Regions from separate parts of the Mus musculus genome. Here region 2 is linked to region 1. Evidence: chromatin contacts called from public Micro-C data. All regions are on one chromosome and are shown on one strand. The core of a region is the stretch at or near the end of the contact, and the rest is flanking DNA. Distances in the headings are between cores, read along the strand shown. Region 1 overlaps Zbtb16 (zinc finger and BTB domain containing 16). Region 2 has its middle 5.1 kb from the start of Gm32335.

Evidence for each region. A called contact is a pair of places that touch in the nucleus more often than the background predicts.
Region 2: a contact with region 1 is called in a Micro-C map of trophoblast stem cells, with 2.4 times the contacts expected there. The contact joins two enhancer-like sites. A contact is called at or near these places in 3 of 484 Hi-C or Micro-C datasets (the N1E-115 cell line, embryonic fibroblasts and trophoblast stem cells), 5 of 115 datasets of contacts at active chromatin or transcription factors (differentiating embryonic stem cells, embryonic basal ganglia, embryonic stem cells and 2 more) and 1 of 9 other capture datasets (embryonic stem cells).

Annotation. Positions count from the first base shown.
Region 1 is chr9:48,705,661-48,710,350 of GRCm38.p6, forward strand. The region is part of intron 4 of Zbtb16 (zinc finger and BTB domain containing 16); the gene reads right to left. Among named protein-coding and RNA genes, the nearest start is that of Gm32280, 38 kb to the left of the region's middle. Within about 2 kb of position 1,986, at least 57 of the 459 cell types and tissues checked have an H3K27ac peak or open chromatin away from gene starts, as enhancers often do. A contact at or near this core is called in trophoblast stem cells, where this site is marked.
Region 2 is chr9:48,888,749-48,893,434 of GRCm38.p6, forward strand. No RefSeq gene overlaps it. Among named protein-coding and RNA genes, the nearest start is that of Gm32335, 5.1 kb to the right of the region's middle. Within about 2 kb of position 1,438, at least 5 of the 459 cell types and tissues checked have an H3K27ac peak or open chromatin away from gene starts, as enhancers often do. A contact at or near this core is called in trophoblast stem cells, where this site is marked.

The sequences.
Region 1 (4,690 bases), core at 736-3,235:
ATAGGCATGCACTACTATGCACAATTTATGCAATGTTGGGAACTGGACCGGAGGGAGGCTTTGTGCATGCCAGAAACTCTACAAACTGGGCTACGCCCCTCACTGCCGCCTCCGTATTTCTAAACAAAGTTGCTGAATATGAAGACTAGCTGAGAAGAATTCACAACAATGTCAATACAAGATCAGATCTTAGATTCTTCCCTGGATCACACAGTCCCTAAACAGCAATTTTTCTTGTCCAGTTCCCACCCTATACATGTGAGAGTTAGAAAAAAAAATGAAGCTTTTTTTTTTCTGTGTCATAAAGCACATTTGTGGTGGAAATGGGATGATTAAAAAAAAAAGCCTTGTTCTCCTTTTTCCTGTGATATTGACCCTTTCAAGTACCACACTGTCTCCTCCTCTGTCAACAGCAGTGTCCAACATCATTCTTGCCATGGTAGGAGATGCAGAGCAATGAGGCCCGTGTGGGTCCTGCCCACAACTCCTCCCCTACCTCAGGGTCCCAACAGAATGTCTGCTATGATGTGGATGTTCAAGGTGATGAGTCGTCTCTAGCCTGTCTTGGGTGGCATCTTTTTACCCATCTCCAGACCATCAAAGACCAGTGATTTGCCCAAACACTGCCCAAGGCAGTAACCTCTTCATGTGACTAGTGTGGGAATGGAGCTGTATACCGGCAATGTTAGTACTTGGGAGGTGCAGGCAGGAGGTATCAGAAGTTGAAGGCCAGCCTCAGCTAACATAGAGAGTTTGAGACCAGTGTGGGCTTAATGAGAGAGGGAACCAAGGGAGGGGGAGAAAAGGGAAGGAGAAAAAAAGAAATACTGAGGTTGTCAGGTAGAAGTAATTGCTTCACAAGCCTATCAGTTTTAGCCCCCAGCGCCAGGGTTGGGGGGTATAGTTCAGTGATAGAGCGCTTGCTTAGCATGCACAAGGCCGTAGGCAGGTTCCCCCTCCAGAGTCACATATACAATCTTTTACAATCAAAAACGGGGGCAACGGTATTGGGTGTGGGGCTAGAGAATTGTCAAAGCAGTTAAGAACATGTGCTGCTTCCGCAGCAGACCCAAGCTCAGGTCCCAGGACCCACGTTTGCCTTTTACATATAAGTACAGGTGTCTGAGGAAGCCAGAATACGTGTCAGATCCCCCAGAATACCCACACGCACATAATCCAAAATAACTCTTTAAAGGTATTGGGGAGATGAAGCGGGAGGGCGGGGGGGGGGAGGGAACAAAAGCACTTTCAGGTAGCGAAACTGATCCGTATGGTGGACCTGTGTCATTATACGCTGCTCTATGCTCACCAAGACTGAGCTGCATGTCAGCTGTGGGCCTCAGACTGGCATGCTCAGTCCTTTCGGGTCCACAGGGTTAACAAATGAGCCGTGGCGCTGTAGGACACCAACAGCAGTGGAGGCTCTGCATGCGAGGGGACACGGGCACTCTCAGAAGTCTCTATTCCTTTTAGGACATTTTGCTTCAAGCCGAAAACTGCTCTAAAGATGACCATTAATGCCAGCTTAAAAAAAAATCACCATGGAGGGAAACCTCCAGAAGTTGGCTGGAGGGACCCTGGGGACTGGCAGGGGAGCAGGCAGTTTGTATAGACCAGCAAGTGACAGCTGGGTGGCCCCTCCCCGATCTACAGCAGGCAGCTTCCGCAGAGCCGAGAGATCTGTGCTTGGAAAATAAAACTCTATATTAGGCATCAAGCATGCCTTTATAGTAACAGCATGAAATTAGGTCAAGAGTAAATCTATGCTGGGCACTGACTGTACAAGCGGCAGCACATGACCCCGCCCCCCCCCTCCCCAAGTGCCTATGACGTTCTGTGGCCATTCTGGGATTTGAGCTTCCTCGTGTTAAATTCCTTGGCACACCATGTGAAACGCTATACGAATCACCTCTGATATTTATAAAAGTCAAACGCTATTATGCTTTCAAGGGTGAGAACCTGCCAACCAGCACGGAGTCTGTCTGTCCGGCTGATGACTCACACTGTCCTACCCTCCCCCGTACCTTACACTTTGGGCAGGAGCCTGAGGCTTGGTCCTTCCTCTTTTTTTTTTTTTTTTTTTTGTTTCATGTAAAGTATCAGGGAGATCAAGGTTATTTCTGATCATCTACCTCCTCTTCTCTCTCCTGTCTGCTCTGGGGTTGGGCTTTGGGAGGCGGAGACAGTGCTTGAGGCCTGGATCCCATCCGCCTGACATGGCTTCTAGGTGTCCAGCATGCCCTTCTAAAGCTAGGTCTAGGGCAAGGCTGGCTGGCAGGGATCCCGAGGAGGCATGGTAGTGTTTCCCCTTTAAACCTCCGGCTTTACCTGCTACCTTCCTGCATTCTTCCCACAGCCAGCCTCCATGAGGAGCCCTTCAAACAAGGGCTCTCTTTGCCACCTGAAGATCAGAGTCAAGGGCACGCCTCAATCTTTTTTTTTTTTTAAGTGTCACTGACATATCAAAGGTGAGACACGGGCCAGGAAAGGCAGGATGCCAACATCAGAGCTGGAAACACAGTTTGCCTTATCCCAGGAGCCAATCAGCTGCTGGTTATGTGTGTTCTTCTGGGATGGTTAATCTCAATGGTCAACTTGAGTGGCCTTGAGATAACTTGAGATACCTCTGGGTATGTCTTTGATGGCATTTCTCAAGAAGACCAACTCAAGAAGGAAGATCCACCCTGAAAGTGGGTAGTGACACTCTCTGGGCTGGAGTTTCAAACTGGAAAAGCCAGAAGGGAAGGGTGAAAAACAGGTGAATACCTCTTTCCCGTATTTCTGCTTCCTATTTTACTAAGGTGTCAGGAAGTAAGGAGTCCTAGCTGCACACTCCTGTTCCCAGAGAGCTACCTGCTGCCATGCTTTCTCCACCGCCAAGGACTGTCAGCCCTCAAACTGTGAGTCAGAACCCTGCCATGAAGGTCCTTCTTGTTAGGGATTCTTTTGGACATAACAATGAGAAAAGTGATAGAACCTTCTAGTCTGCTTTTCCCCTAAAGCAGGAAGGGTCCTTTGAGTGAGTGTCCATCAACGCCCACTCCCTGTTGAAAGGGAAAGGCAGAGTCCACAGCAAAGCCTCCACTGCCGGGTGTGTCCACGGCTTCTGGCTTGAGAGACCTGCTTGAAGCCAGTTTTAGGTCCATGAAAAGTAGCATCTAAGCACTTGAGTTTGTTTAAGTGGCTTCCCCTGTCACATGGCAATATAGAAACTAAACATTTTGTTTTCTAGGCCAGTCAAAGAAAGTCTGTATTTTGGAGTCAGGGGTGGGGGTTGGGAGAAGAGCAGAAGCTTGAGCTGAAAATGAAATGTCATACAAGTCCGACCTAATTCTAGTTTGATCTTTTTGAGCGGAGGGTTCTTAACTGGGTACCTTTTCCAAGCATGGGCTTTAAGCCTCTGGTTAGATTCAATGCCAGGCCCCACAGGAAGAGGACACCACTTAAAGAAGGGATTCTGGGACACAGAACCACAAGACACCACTCATTAGAGGTCTGTCTTGGACTGGTGTTCCCTAACCCCCAAGATCTCAGTGTTCTCCACCAAAGATGAGAGAGAAATAATATCTACCTTAGTCATGAGGAGTTAACACAGCTAGAGCTGTCAAGGCCATCTCTTCAAGTATCCATACCTAAGGCCAAGCTCAGCTTCCTTGCTCGTGTCTTTCCAGCACTATGGCCTTCATCAGGAAGGTAGGAACCAAATTTTAGTCACCATTATGAGTTATAGCCACAAAGCACCTGCTATTCCCTGGGTATAATGCTCTAAAACTCAGAGAGCAAGCGAACAAAGGAATGATGGACAACCCAGCTGGACAACCTCTTCTGATTGACAGAAAATGAGACTGTTAACTTGGAGATCTTCTGGAGCAAGGTTATAGCAGGAGGAGAGACTTAAAGACTTCTCCGGGGCAAGTTCATGGTTTAGTTGAACCTAGCTCCCTATATTAGGGGGAGGCGAATCCCAGAAATGGCCTTACTCATCATTTGCCTGCCTCTTTCTCTCTTCCATTTTGAGGAAGGGGTAGGATGATGCCCTTACTCCTCTCAAGCACACTTAAAGAGTGGGCACTGGAGGACACTTGCTCAAAGGATGTTTCCTGGTTTTAGGGCAAAGGAGACTAGAAGGTTCTACTATTTCCTCATGGCAGACACACAGGAGACGATCTCTTGGCTGGAGGGCATAGGTACGATCCCAGAAGTTCCTACACCTCCAATTTGAAAAAGCAGCTGGATGATAGGGGAACAGTTAGTTCCCCTATCATCATCACTACGGGCACGGCCCTTCCTCTTACCACCTACCTAGTAAGGGGATGAGGCTCTTCATCTCTAATAAGACTTGGATGATGCAGTAACAATAACCACCATTTCCTGAATGCATGCTCTATGCAAGGTCCATGCTGAGCGCTTCCGTGGTACCCCAAACAAACCAAGCATCACATGGTCCTGATACCGTGGCTGAGCAAAATGTGATTTAAAGAAGATGAATAATCCAACCAAGATGATAAACTTTATAAAGGACAAAGCTATTGTGTGACACTAGAGACCAAGTCCTGGACCACCATGCCGTGGTACCCCATACTCTACACCTAAGACTTAAGGCTGCGCGCGCAACTTCTCTCTATAGTGTATGACATAAAGCTAAACCACTAGGACCCACACTTGGCAAAGAAGCAATTTTTTTTTCAGA
Region 2 (4,686 bases), core at 188-2,687, 180 kb after region 1:
TAGCATGGATGCACCTTGTCATAGCCTCCCTAAACAGTGCCTCCAACTGGTAACCAAGCGTTCAAATACCCAAGTCTGTGGGGGACATTCTCATTCAAGCTACCACAACTCCCAAAGAAGGAAGTTAGTTGGAGCCAAGAATTCAGCAACTGTACAAGGGATCCGAGCTTTGAGGTTCATTTGCGTAGTGCAGGATTTTCTGCCCATGCTCTATCCATTACACGCAGTGCTACATATAACTTCACATATCACGTACCTATTAGCATATTCAGTGCCACACAGGGATGTGTTTAAGTATGGTAAGGAGCCCAGGTGACATTCACACACTATAGAGTGCCTCCATGCCTGTGGCCATCGGATTTATCTTTAGCACTTGGGATGTACCCTTGTATACACACACACACACACACACACACACACACACACACACACACACATGCCCGCTGGCACTCGGGTGAGTACATAGAACTCAGGTTATCAGCCTTGTAGAGCAAGGATCCCTGCTAAGCCATCTGATGGGGTTTTTTTCATATGCAGATTTTGTAAGGCTTTGTGTCAGGATTTCCAGGGAAGTGCACCTTCTGCCCTGCGGTGGACAGCCTGTCTGAGCCAACACAGCCACCTGTAAAGCTGGAGCATTAGATGCCAGGACAGTGACGCAGAGCCTGAGTCCCAGCATAGCACACACCTCAGCAGATCTTCACGTCTTACCATTTCTGACATCCAGGACCAGAGGTCCGGTGGGAGGGGGCTACTTGTCTCTTCCTGGATACAGGGTGATTTTTGTTCCACTCTTAATCTGGGAAGCCCCAAGGATCTGTTAGGAGGCTCAGAAAAACAAATTTATTTTCTGGGGAGCTTACAGATTCCTTGTGTGCAAAGGTAGTAAGAATATTGTTGTAAGAATAGTTTTAAGAACAATACAAACAATGTCTCACTATGTAACTCTGGTTGTCCTAGGACTCACTATATAGACAGACTGGCCTTAACTTGTAGGAATCTGCCTGCCTCTGCCCCCCAAGTGCGGATGTTGAAGGCGTGTGCCATCATGTCCCACATAGTAAGACAACAGTTTATTGAAGGTGTTCTTGTCGCTCAACCCTTCTGGGTCAACTATCAGCTCCCCAGCGAGATTCTCTCAGCTGGCAGTGCCCACTTCAAACCACACCTATCATACCCCAATCCACCTTGGAGATCACCTCTCAGAGAAGATAGAGGAGGCTTGCCCGTTCTGTGAATGGTCGCCCCCAAGCAGCTCAACAGGGACTGTTCTAGAGTCAGTCCCTCCTTCCTAAGGTCTAGGAGTTGCCAGTCTCCTATGAGTTCTGCTGAGTCATTTGACCTATGACCTCCTCCAACCCCACCCCACCCCACACACACATAGGAAAGCCTTCTAACTCCTCAGGCTATGTCAGGAGGAAAGACATGACCATTCATTGGGCAAAGCAGGACATTCCTTTCCCCAGCCACCAGCCTGACTTCTTTTGACTAGGGGAGGAGAGACAGGTGGAGAACCCAAAGACTCTCTTGCCTCTGGGGCTATAGCTGATAAAAGGGCTGAAGAGAGCCCAAGGCAGCAGGTGTACTTCACTTGCCCCAGATGACCCCACTTAATGGCTTGCTGCATGCACAGTGACTTTTTTCCAGGACAGGAAAGCACTGGCTTTATGGTCATCATAAGAAAAGAGCTCCAAGCTGGGTGGTGGTAGTGCATGCCTTTAATCCCAGCACTCAGGAGGCAGAAGCAGGCAGATTTCTGAGTTCGAGGCCAGCATGGTCTACAAAGTGAGTTCTAGGACATCCAGGGCTACACAGAGAAACCCTGTCTGGAAAACCGAAAGAAAGAAAGAAAGAAAGAAAGAGAGAGAGAGAGAGAGAGAGGGAGGGAGGGAGGGAGGGAGGGAGGGAGGGAGGGAGGGAAAGAAAGAAAGAGAGAGAGACAAAGAAAGAAAGAGAAAAAGAGAGACAAAGAAAGAAAGAAAGAAAGAAAGAAAGAAAGAAAGAAAGAAAGAAAGAAAGAGAGAAAGAAAGAAAAGAGCTCCAGTAGGAACCACCCCACCACTTCCTTTGTTAACTGAACAATTATTGAGCCACCATCCTGTGCTAGGCAGAGTGCTCTGCTCTGCAGACCTCTCTGGGTAAACAGTGTCACCCATGCAGTGTGAGCTCACGATTTGGGCAGATACAGACCCCGCTATAGCACAGTGCAGTGACTCCTGGGAGAATTGTAAGCCTGGTGGCTGGTGGGTTTGAAGTTCATCACCGAGAGTAGGTCTTAGGAGCAAAGGAAGGGGCATGAACACATCAATCAAGAGGAAAGGGTGGGGGACACATGGAGCCTGAACCCCTATGGAAATATCAGGAGGGAAAGGCACCATTCCATTCCCTGGTTCTGGGCTGGGTGATCTTGTTGAAGCCACCGTACCATCTCTTGCACCCACTGTTCTGGACAGAGAAGCTGGACTAGGTGGTTCCTGGTATCTCAGAGGCCTGCAGGGCCCTCAGTTCTAAGCCCCATTCTGGAATGTCTAGCTCTGGAAGCCCTGGCACCATCTTAAAGCTCCACTCAAGAGGATGGGCTGTCCTGGGGTTGGGAGGAAATGGGAAAAATGGGCCTGGTCCTGTTGCTTGCCATGGTTGTATCCTGGCCTCCTGTCTGCTTTCTTGGCCCCTTCTTTGAGGTTCTAGAGCTGAATTGTATTTATAAAGTGAACATATCGCACATGTTGCCTGATACAAAGCATGATTTCTCTTTCAGTATTAACTCAGTGTGTCTAGGATGCCCCACTTCACAACTTTCCTGGGTTAGAGACAGCTAGATTTACAAAAAAAGCAAGAATAGCCAATGAATGAAATTTAATCATCTGCTAAACCCTCACAGCAGACTAGTAAGGTAGGTGCTTTGTTATGTTGATTTTCACAGACTGGAAGATGGAGGCACATGGGAGATTGGCCAAGATCTCAGGGTAGGAATTATGCCCCTGGTTAGGGTGTCTGCTCCTGACCTCTAAGGCCTGTGAGTGTGACGCGCACTGTGAGGCAGAAGGACATTCCTGAGCAGAGACTTCTCAAGATAAGCAGATTCTAGGTGATCAGTGTGAGCCGTGGTGGTTTGTGTGAGAGAGGCCGGGAAGACGTCACAGTCTGTAAAGTGTTTGCAAGTATAAGGACCTGAGTTCAGATCCTGGCACTCACAAAATGCTGGTGGGGGCAGGGGGATGTACCTGTAATCCTAAGGCTGGAGGAAGGCAGAGACAGGGTGGGGAGTGGGGGGAGGGGGGGACAATCCTTGGGCCCTGCTGGCCAGTAGCCTAGCCAAATCAGTGAGATCCAAGTGCAAGGAGAGCCTAAGGAAGATACCCATTGTTGATCCTTGGCCTCTGCATACACACACGTGTGTGGCACACACACACACACACACACACACAGACACACACACACACACACACAGACACACACACACACACACAGACACACACACACACAGACACACATACACACACACACACACACACACAGACACACACAGACACACACACAGACACACACACACACACACACACACACAAAGGGAAAACCTAGACAGTGTGTTGGGGCTAGAAAGGGGGCTCAATAGTTAAAGCACTTTCATCTATACCCGACTGTAGGATGGTAAAAGGCAGCCTGGTTCCTGGTTGAGCTAAGGCTAGAAACCCCAGTGACCCTAAAGAGATGGTAGACATTTCTCCTGATTCCCGCCACCAGGCTGCTGTCACTGGCCACAGTCCTTCATAGATCTGTGGCTTTCAGTCACCTAAAAGCAATGCTCCAAGCCCCTCCACAGGTAGAGGACATGACCTGTGGTCGCATAGCCCCAAGACAGATCTCTATTTTAATGAGACCCAGAGGCTTAGCCAAGAAGCTTTCCTTCCCAGACACTCCTCCCTGCAAACGGTATTTAACCTCAGCCCCAATCTGAGAAGTGGGGTATGGTTTTACTCATCCACTTTCCAACATGACAATAAATATCTTAAAACCATGGACTGCCTCTTTTCATCAGGATCTGTTGTGGGGAGCCATGGAGAAGGCCTTTGCCTATAGAGCTGCTGTCTAATCTCCTGTAGAAGGCATCTCTGTGCCCCCAAGCCACGGCCACCAAGCTCAAGTCCACCACCACCAAGCCAAGGACTTTCTCCCTGTAGGACCAGCTGGAGCCCCCCTCTTTTCCTCCTCAGCCCCTGGCTAGATCCAAGCCATGGGCCCCCACTCCATTCTCAGCTCTTCTACAGGTCCCAACGACACCTGGGTGTCCAAGAGCCTGAGAACCAGCCAGCCATCTCTGGCTGTCCCCAGGACCTCAGACTGGGCTCCACTCCCAGAAAAGTGTCTCCGACTTCCCTACAGCCCAACACCCACTCTGCGACTTTGTGGAGTAAACCCTGTCAACTTCCTGAGCCTCCTTAAGTGGCTGTACCCTGTGGTAGAGCAGAAGTAGAACCCATTAACCCTACACGGGAGGACCTGAATTGAGGGACCTTAAGGGCATTTTTCAGTCCCAACCCTCACTCAGGGTATGTTAGGTTAAAGTTCTCCTCCAGACATTTTAACTGATAATCAAAAGGATGTCAGGCTAGATACAGACATGGGTGATCAATGGCTATTAATGGGCACTAAAGATAGTCATGGTAATTTTAGCTCCGGATCTGC